Linked DNA regions of Zea mays: region 1 is linked to region 2. A link is a contact called in public Hi-C data. All regions are on one chromosome and are shown on one strand. The core of a region is the stretch at or near the end of the contact, and the rest is flanking DNA. Distances in the headings are between cores, read along the strand shown. Region 1 holds the start of LOC103635772. Region 2 holds the start of LOC100282823 (riboflavin biosynthesis protein ribAB).

The links. A called contact is a pair of places that touch in the nucleus more often than the background predicts.
Region 1: a contact with region 2 is called in a Hi-C map of ear, with 1.7 times the contacts expected there. The contact joins the promoter of LOC103635772 here to the promoter of LOC100282823 in region 2. A contact is called at or near these places in 2 of 25 Hi-C or Micro-C datasets (ear and endosperm).

Annotation. Positions count from the first base shown.
Region 1 is chr8:119,986,790-119,991,250 of Zm-B73-REFERENCE-NAM-5.0, forward strand. LOC103635772 reads left to right here and starts at 2,529. Exons shown (of 4, transcript XM_008658152.3): 1 at 2,529-2,847; 2 at 2,970-3,414; 3 at 3,517-4,461. The coding sequence starts at 3,009.
Region 2 is chr8:119,462,864-119,467,376 of Zm-B73-REFERENCE-NAM-5.0, forward strand. LOC100282823 (riboflavin biosynthesis protein ribAB) reads right to left here and starts at 2,805. Exons shown (of 7, transcript NR_178194.1): 1 at 2,619-2,805; 2 at 2,207-2,522; 3 at 343-564; 4 at 1-245. LOC100284318 reads right to left here. Exons shown (of 9, transcript NM_001175443.2): 8 at 4,478-4,513; 9 at 4,008-4,349. The coding sequence ends at 4,245.

The DNA.
Region 1 (4,461 bases), core at 1,279-3,778, 520 kb after region 2:
GAGGAAAGAATAAAAGCAACAGAATTGTTGCGGGGCCTCTCATGTATTTGTGTGTGCCCAGCAACCCTAGAAGGATAACGCATAATTAAAGTTCATACACACACATGTATATACAAACCGTCATTGGTTTATCTAGGTTCGCATCAATAGAAATTCAGCACAGTGGTCCTAAGCAAGGCCTATATGTAGCACTCTTAAATCTTAATGGTACATCTGTGCAGATCACCCACACAAAAATGTACTCCCAGCTTCTAGATTCTAATGTATCATGATTACTACTGTGCTTTCTATAGACTGGCAGTCCCAGTGCAAGTAAACTGGGAGTAAATTACATTTTATATAAGAGAAGACATAGTTTGATGATGAAAAGCTTTCTGCTGTCCACCATGCACTATAGGTACAACAAAATCGACTAAAAAGTTGCAGTAGCAACGCAAACAAGTGAATCAAGTATTAAGTATACTACAGGTTCCCAAGTCTCAATCAATACACTAAAGTGCTAATCAGCATGGAGTAACCAATAAATGCATTCGTTGGGACAAAAACAAGAAGACATAAGCACGCTTACCCTCGTGGAAACCCTGAGCAGCAGAGCTAGGACAGGTCTGCACACAAGAGAAAATGTTACCAGTAGGATTAGTCAGCATTCACATTCCTCTGGACGCAAGCAAAATCTAACCTAATGCTGTGGAGTCGCACATCAGTGTCCAGCTACTTGTGAGAGCGCAATCCACCTCAAGGAGCATCGCGGGATTCACATTCCACAGTAGAAGCCTGACAACGGGAGCAAGGGGGCCAGGGGGTGTAACAACTGACCTTCTCGCGGTCGATTGGTTCGGGGCGGAGGCGCGCCATCGGGGGCGGACCACGGTGCTGCATGCGAGACTTACCGAACCCCAAAAAACAGGGTGCTCGATGACGACATCAATCTGGGGTGACCTGAAGGAGCCCGAGAAGCCGTCGCAGGGTATTCCTGTTCCTACCGGCAGCAGGGGAGGAGAAATCCGTGGGCGCGCGGTTGGAGCTCTCGGGCATCGCGCAATCGCCAACTCGTTGTACCCGAAGGCGTCGACGACGCAGTCGAAGTCGGTGGCTGGCGCGAGCGACGTCGCCAGGTGGGTGTTTTCGTTTACCTATCCCACCCAGATCTGGTAGGAGTAGCGAGGTTTGGGAGGAGGACATACCAGGGTCGAGGCGTAGAGGTGGCGCTCCAGCGGTGACCATGGCGAGGGGGAGGGTGCGCCCTGCGGCGGAGGTGGAGGCGATGGGAGGTCATGGCGGCGCGGTCGTCGTTGTCGGGGGCCGTGAGGCATCTATCGCGGCAGGGGCAGGGCCGCAGGGGACGAGCAGCGCGGTAGAGAGAGGAACGTGCGGGGAAGGTTAGGGATTGGGGTGCGGTCGTGCGGTGGAGGGGAATGGAGCGTGAGAGACGCAGATGCACGATAGGATACGGACGGTCCAGATTGATGGACGACAGAACGAGGGGAGGCAAACTACTATTGCTTACTTAATAAGTAGTAGAGATTATACTTGCTCTATAGCAAACTTAGTATATCTCAGTCCCTTTCTTGTTTGAGTGAATCTATACAAACTTGTGTTAGGAAAAACTTTTGTTCGTTGTGGTTTTAAAGTTATATATATATATATATATATATATATATATATATGCTATTTTAGTAGTGAGATATATGGTCTAGACATCTTGGTGAGACGTTCAAGGAAACCCTTTTTTAGTGTTTATATTTATACTATATCTATATGTGAGACAATTCTTTTATTTGTTGTATTTGTAAGTTATATGTGCTACTAACACAATGTTTGTGCGTTGCGATCGCTATATATTACATAGTTAGATTTTATTTAACTTGATCAGAGGATGACCTAACTCGTTGTCCATTGAGCCCGTTGTTCATTCTATTTATCCCATAGTTGTATTTTGTTTAACCTCGTCTGAGCACGATCTGGCCTACCGTTGTCAATTAAGTTCATTGTCCATTGGTTTCTCTTGGAGAGGTTTGGATAGGGTTAGGATAGGGAAAGGGAAATAGGATAGGATAGTTTGCACCAAAAATTGCACCTTCCTTGCATATATACATTTTATATATTAAGAGTTTTGTTGGGTCTTTAATAACTTAAAACCTATCAATCGTCATCCACCGCCAGTCTCACCCATCTCTTCCAGGCATCACCTCTTCGTCCTCTTCAGTCTCATAGTTTTTTTTTGCTTTATTGCTCACGTACATTGGTTGGTAAAAGCAAACTTCACTCCCTTGATGCAGATTCTTCTCTTGTTTAGCTAGCTATCCAGAAGATATAACTTATGCAATCAATTATATTGGTGTAAATGTGTAATTAAGCAATCTCGTGCATTCAATCGTAATATAACAGTGATTGCTATTTTATATTTAACCATTTCCACCTAAAACCTACCAGAATGGTACTAGCTTTTAGATAGATAAAAAGGGTCAATCAGAATCCCATTTTACATTTCTAGATGAACCTACCAGAATGTTTAATGTGATTCTGGCGTGACATGCACAGAGAAGCATTAGGAAAATACGACGGTGACGACTCACGACACGAGCATCAAAACAATCTCTACCCTCCCCGTGATGAGAGAACACAGAACAGTCTGTACCCGCTTGAGCTCGGGCCAAGAGCGCCGATACACGATACGGCAGCCGAGCACACTCTTCCCCTTCCTGACCTCCACTTCCTAGCTCGGCCCCGGCTCCGCATCTATCTATCTCTCGCCCTGCCGTCTCCGGAGACCGGAGCTGCTCTCACATCCCCACGCGCGCGCCCTCGACCCCGACCACGTCCCCCGCCCGCTCGGCGCTCGCACAGGTAAATTCCGTGCTCCCCCGCACTGATCCGCTCATAGGGTTTCGGCGCCCCGCCGGATCGATGAGAAACTCCGAGCTCCCCCTCTCGCTGACTTCCTGCCACCGCTGTTCAAGTCCTTCCAGATTCCCTCGTCCGGGGAGCGGCGCTGAGGTCTCGCACCGATGAGCTCGGGGGCCATCGGGGCCTCGGATCCTGGGGGTGGCGAGACGAAGCCGGTGGCGGGCGGTGACGTCACGACGTCGGAAGCTGCGGGCGAGGTGCCTGCTTTCGCCGCCGATGTGAAAGTGGAGGGGAAAGCTACGTTGGCGACGGATGTGGATCGTGAAGGGGGAGATACGGCGGTGAGCGACCCGCTCTACGCGAACGAGTCAGCTGGTATGGTTGGTGCCGAAGGCCACGGAGATGAGCCCGCGGAGGGCCTGGAGGCGGTGAATGGTGAGGAGGAGATGCTAGAAGCAGGAGCTCGTGATCTGCTCACTGAGACGGAGAAGAATCCGGTTCTTGTGGTACATGTGCCTGCTGCTGCTGCTGGTGGTGGTTCTGCCATTCCTGAACATGCTGAAGCCGGTAAGGAGACTGCTCAGAGCCCTGTGCTTGTAGGCGTGCTGCATATTGATGGCACCGTTTTTACTCATCAACATCTTTAATTATATCCCTATTCCATTTCAGAATCTAACAAAGTTGAAGATCATGTAAACGTGGAGCCTGGGACAAAGAATAATGAAAGTGATAATGGCATAGCTCATTTTGATAAGGAAATACAGAACAATGTGCCTGATGACATAGAGGAAAGCTCCAAGGAACATGAAGGTGATGGAGCACCTGTAGTTGACCAGACAAATAATGCATCTGAAATGCTCCCACAAACCGGAGAGCAGTTTCCTGATGTTGAAAATAGCACGGACAGCAACCTAGAGGCTGCTAGTCTGGGTAGTGTGGATCAGGGTGCTAGATACTGCCTGCCTCCTCATGATAAAGGCGGGTTTCAAGTTGCTGATCTTGTCTGGGGTAAAGTGAAAAGTCATCCTTGGTGGCCTGGTGAAATTTTTGATCCATCAGATGCATCTGAATTGGCTCTGAAACATCAGAAAAAGGGCAGCCACTTGGTAGCTTATTTTGGTGACAACACTTTTGCGTGGTGCGATGAATCCCAGTTGAAGCCTTTTGTGACAAATTATTCACAAATGGAGAAACAGAGCAGTTCAGATGCCTTTGTTGGGTCAGTTAATAATGCACTTGAAGAACTGTCAAGGCGGATACTGTCAGGTATGAGCTGCTCTTGTTTGCCAGAAGAGCTTGCTGATAATGGCATGTCCTATACAGTTGATAATGCTGGGCTCAAGGATGGAGTTACTTGCTCTGCAGTTAATCGGCCTGAAATCTTAAACTGTTTCAGTCCAGAAAACCTTCTTCATTATATTAAGGAGTTAGCTCTATTTCCTGGCCAAGGAGGTGATCTGTTGGAGTTAGTTATAGCATGTTCTCAACTTACTTCTTTCTATCGATCTAAGGGATGTCCTGAACTTGCATCATTTCAAACTGGCGATGCGTGGGTTGAGGATGGTCTGGATTGTACAGACACTTTGTCCACCCAGAATGTAATGGTTGAGGAAC
Region 2 (4,513 bases), core at 1,555-4,054:
CCGTCCCTGGGGTCCATGACGGTGGAGAGAACGGACACAGGACGGAGACCTGCCAACGCAACCAGATCCACCGACGCTTCTGTGTGGCCAGCTCTCTTCAGCACGCCCCCGTTCCGGTACTTGAGGGGGAATATGTGGCCTGGTCTCCTCAGATCACTGGGCTTGGAGTCAGAGGAGGCTAGAGTGAGGATGGTCTTCGCCCTGTCTGCAGCCGACACACCCGTAGATATGCCAACCCTGGCATCCTGAAGAGATAATTTGCAGAACAAAAAAATCAAAATCTTTTCAAGTCTGGTGCATCTGGGAATTTGCCAAGGCTATATATGAGATGACATAACATACCACTGTCACCGTGGAAGCAGCAGCCGTGATATCTTCGATTTCTGTGATAGGGGACATCATCGGAATCATCAGTCTAGTCAGGTCCTCCTCCTCCATGCCTACCGAGATAATCCCAGAGCCATTCCTGATCATGAATGCGACTGACTTCTGGTCCACTAGAGTGGCCGCCATCACAAGGTCGCCTTCGTTGTCGCCGTTCTCATCATCTACAGCAATAACAAACTGGAGAAGGATGAATAGTTAACTTGGTAGCTAAACTCAACTGTGCTACGGAAACAGTGCTAATACAGGTATCACATTCAAGGTCCTGTCCTGAGTTTTGAAGCGAAGGACTTTTGCTCGATGTTAGTGTCAACATTGTTTCACTTGAGCCTTATCATTTTAAGGAAAAGTAAATAGGTTTGAGCAATAGAAAGGTGCACGCACATTGATTGGTACAACGTTTAAGGATAAGAACAGGATTCGCTACTGTATATGTCAGCTGCTGAATTCAGTGAATCATTCTTGATTAGGAGCTGCTACTATCATCGACAACAATAACAAAGTCTTTAGTCCTAAGCAAGTTAGGATATATGCTAGATTTAAAGCATAACACAAGCCACATGTCAAGGTTTAGACACGTGGATAACTATTTTCTATGGACCCCTATTCAAGTCTAAATCTTTATGTATATTTTATCCTTTCAAGTCTTATTTTACTGTCTCTTCCCCTATCAATTTCACCCTTCTCCCGTCTCTCTTCCCATTACTATCGCGCCTTAACACCCTACTACACATTGGTGCCTCTGGAAGTCTATTAGATACGTCCAAACCATCTCAATCGATATTGGACAAGCTTTTCTTCAATTGGATCATTGTTCTAAACTCGATCTCTTCTTGTATGGGCATCAATCTAACACAACATACATATTTCCGCTTATGTGCTAAACATGTCTATGTTTTTGTAGGCCACCATTCTGCACCATACAACATAACAAGTCTAATCGTCGTCCTATAAACTTTCCTTTTATATTTATGGTACCTTTTTGTCACCTACAACGCCATATGTTTGATGCCATTTTACCCACCCTACTTTAAGTCTATGGTTAACATCTTCAGCGATATCCATCACATTTCTGCATTGATCCTAAATACCGAAAGATATTCTTAAAGGGCACTACTTGACCTTCCAAACTAATATCTCCTTCCTCATATGTAGTAGTGCTGGAGTTATATCTCATAGATTTGGTTTTAGTTGTACTGAGTTTAAAACCTTTAGGCTCTAGAATCTCCCGCCACAACTCTAGTTTCCTATTTACTTTTGCCAGGATTTTATCAACTAACATTACATCGTCTAAAAAAACATACACCAAGAGATATCTCGTTATATGTCCCTTATGACCTCATCTATCGCCAAGGAAAAAAATAAGGGCTTAAATCTGATCCTTAATATAGTACTATTATAATTGGAAAGTTTTCTGTGTATCTGTCACTTGTTCGAATACTAGTCATACATTATTGTTGAACATGTCTTTAGTAAGTCTGATGTACTTTGTTGAAATTTTAAGTTTGTCTAAAATCCAACCCATAATATTTTTTAGTATTTTATCATAAATCTTCTCAAGCATGTATTGCACAGTACACGAATATGATCTCCAAGTAGGACAATCCAATCTAGCCTGATCATGCACGTTCAATGCCCATGAATGGAACAAAGCGCAGGGATGAGAAGTGTAATACATGCTGAAACTATGAAAATAATAAAGAATACTGGATCCATGCCCAGGTTCAAAACAAACTATGAGATACAAAACATAGTAAAGACAAAATTATAGCGATGAAAAGTGTTAAGGTGTGAAATACACTTAATGTAGCCATTCGCCTACCTTCCCTTCACGCAAAGCACCTATAGCCTGGTCGATCGAGGAGAACCCATCGGTAGGTTTGTCTGGATCACCCTCTGCGTCACTGACAAAGAAATCTCCAGTGTCCTGAGTGATTTCAGCACCGACAGTTCTAAAAGAACCAGCAGACGCATCGAGTCCCTGGAAAACAGGTCCATTACTGTTCTCGATGAAATGCTTACTAAAGCGCCCTGGACCACCGAGTTCATCGCCGATCGCGTAACATCTTAACTTCAAGCATCCCTTTTTTATGACTGCAAATCCTATACTGTTGAGGCCACCAGGACCCTGCTGCAACCTGAAAAGATTGGAACAACTGGCAGGTTACAGAGAAAATACACGAACTCTTCAAAGGCCTTCTTCCACAGACAAAAGAGTTGGGAGGAATCGATACCTCGTGTTTGCATGAGCGTGAGATGGCAAGTGGGAGCTCAGAAGAACACGGTCCATTTGGTGATCCCAGGCTCCCAGTTTGCAAAAGCGTTTGGCTTATATACCTTTATCGCCTGCAGTGTCACAGCACCTCTCAGCCCGTCGTTTGGAGTTATCTGCTCATGCAGATAATGGAAGGAAAAAAAAAAACCGACGGAGTGGAGGGAAACTGACCACATGTTTCTGAGCTGCAAGATAGAAGCAGCCGAATCCGGCACATCGCACACTTCAGGTGATGACAAAGAAACCACGCTTCCAATGCCTTCTGCTATGGGTCAAAAGAAATGTAAGCTGGACGAGACAGCGACAAGTGAAAGATATTTTTGCAGATAGCATCTTTTGGACGGTTTCACGAGATAATGTATCTTCTTCCTTCCAGGTCAATTTCCATCGGAAGTGGGTAGAAGGTTTGCGAGTTCTCTCTTTTTTTTTCCCAGTCAGTAAATGGTCACCACGTTGTAAAAAAAAACAACAACAGCGATTTCATCAGTTATAGACTGTGTGTGTGTGTGTGAAGTGACGGTGAGCATTTCTTTTGAAGAAATCTAAATGCTTAAGCAACATTTGAGACCGGGAGTTTCATGAATGAATTTGAAAGTGTCGGCACTTCGCACTGGAGAGTAGCAGAAGATCCTACCAAGAATCAGGCATCAAGCCAGTTGCCAGCCTGAAAATCAATCGCCTTCAACCTTCAGCTCCTTTCACAAATACTTCCACCGCTTGCAGGACAGAACAACCGAACCCGTTGGTGAAGAGGCCGCGTCATTTGAGGAACGGAGGCCATGGTCGCGACCGCAAGCAGCCGCGGCCAAGTGGTAGTAGAGTCCCCGAACGAAGGAAGCAAGGGCGGGCGCGGCCATGGGCGCTAGGGAAGGTACGTGCATCCGTCTGAAAAGAGTGGAATAGTGAGCGGTGGCTGCCGCGGCGGGGGTGTGGAGGTCTTGGCCGCCGGCGGCAACGTTAGCATTTGGGAGGTCGCGGAATCGGCAGTTCCGCCGGCCGCTTCAGACCGTAGATGCTAATGCAGTATTACTTCCATCCTAAAGAAAAAAAAATCAACCATCACATTCACATATACTAATTTGGTGTTTATCACATTCACATATACTAATTTAGTGTTTGTTTGGGATTATAATCTGGCCAGATTATATAATCTAACAACTTTTGGCTAATAAAAAGTGTTTCTCTGTGTGCGTGAGAGAGAGAACCACTGCACTACGTCCATGCTCTGGTTATTAAGCTTGTATTATCGCCATCTAGCATCTGACAATCGCCTGCTGTAGGCACAGAGCAGCGTGATCAGCCTCATTCAGTGTAGGCAATTGAGCGAGAAAACCAGGATCGCAAGATTGATTAGACTCGCAGCAGCAACATGACTATTATATATGCTTGATGTATGTTAATACAGACATAAAACGCAGAGCAATTGAAACAAACAGAGAACCCAAAGCGTAATCCAATAACTGCCCCCGTCGCATCAGACAACAACTCACAAAGATTTTCTTCCAAAACAAAAATCCACAATGACCCGTTAGCGTTTCACATGACAGCAACAAGTGGCAGCTGAGCTGAGCAGAGCCAGATTTTCTCAGGCCCGTTTCTTCCTGCTCCCCTTCCCCAGCTTGGACTTGCGCTGCTTGAACACGTGCTGGTACAGCTTCAGCCACAGGAACGGGTAGAGCACCAGCACACCCTGTGTCACGGCAAGGCGCATACCAGATAGTTGAACTTCTGTTAAGAACAGTCGAACACTCCAACTGGCAACTGAACGAACGCGCGAGCAGAGAACACGATGGTCCAGTTCGCGGAGCCTTGACTTACCACTAGAAAGGAACGGTAGCTCATGGAGAACTTCTC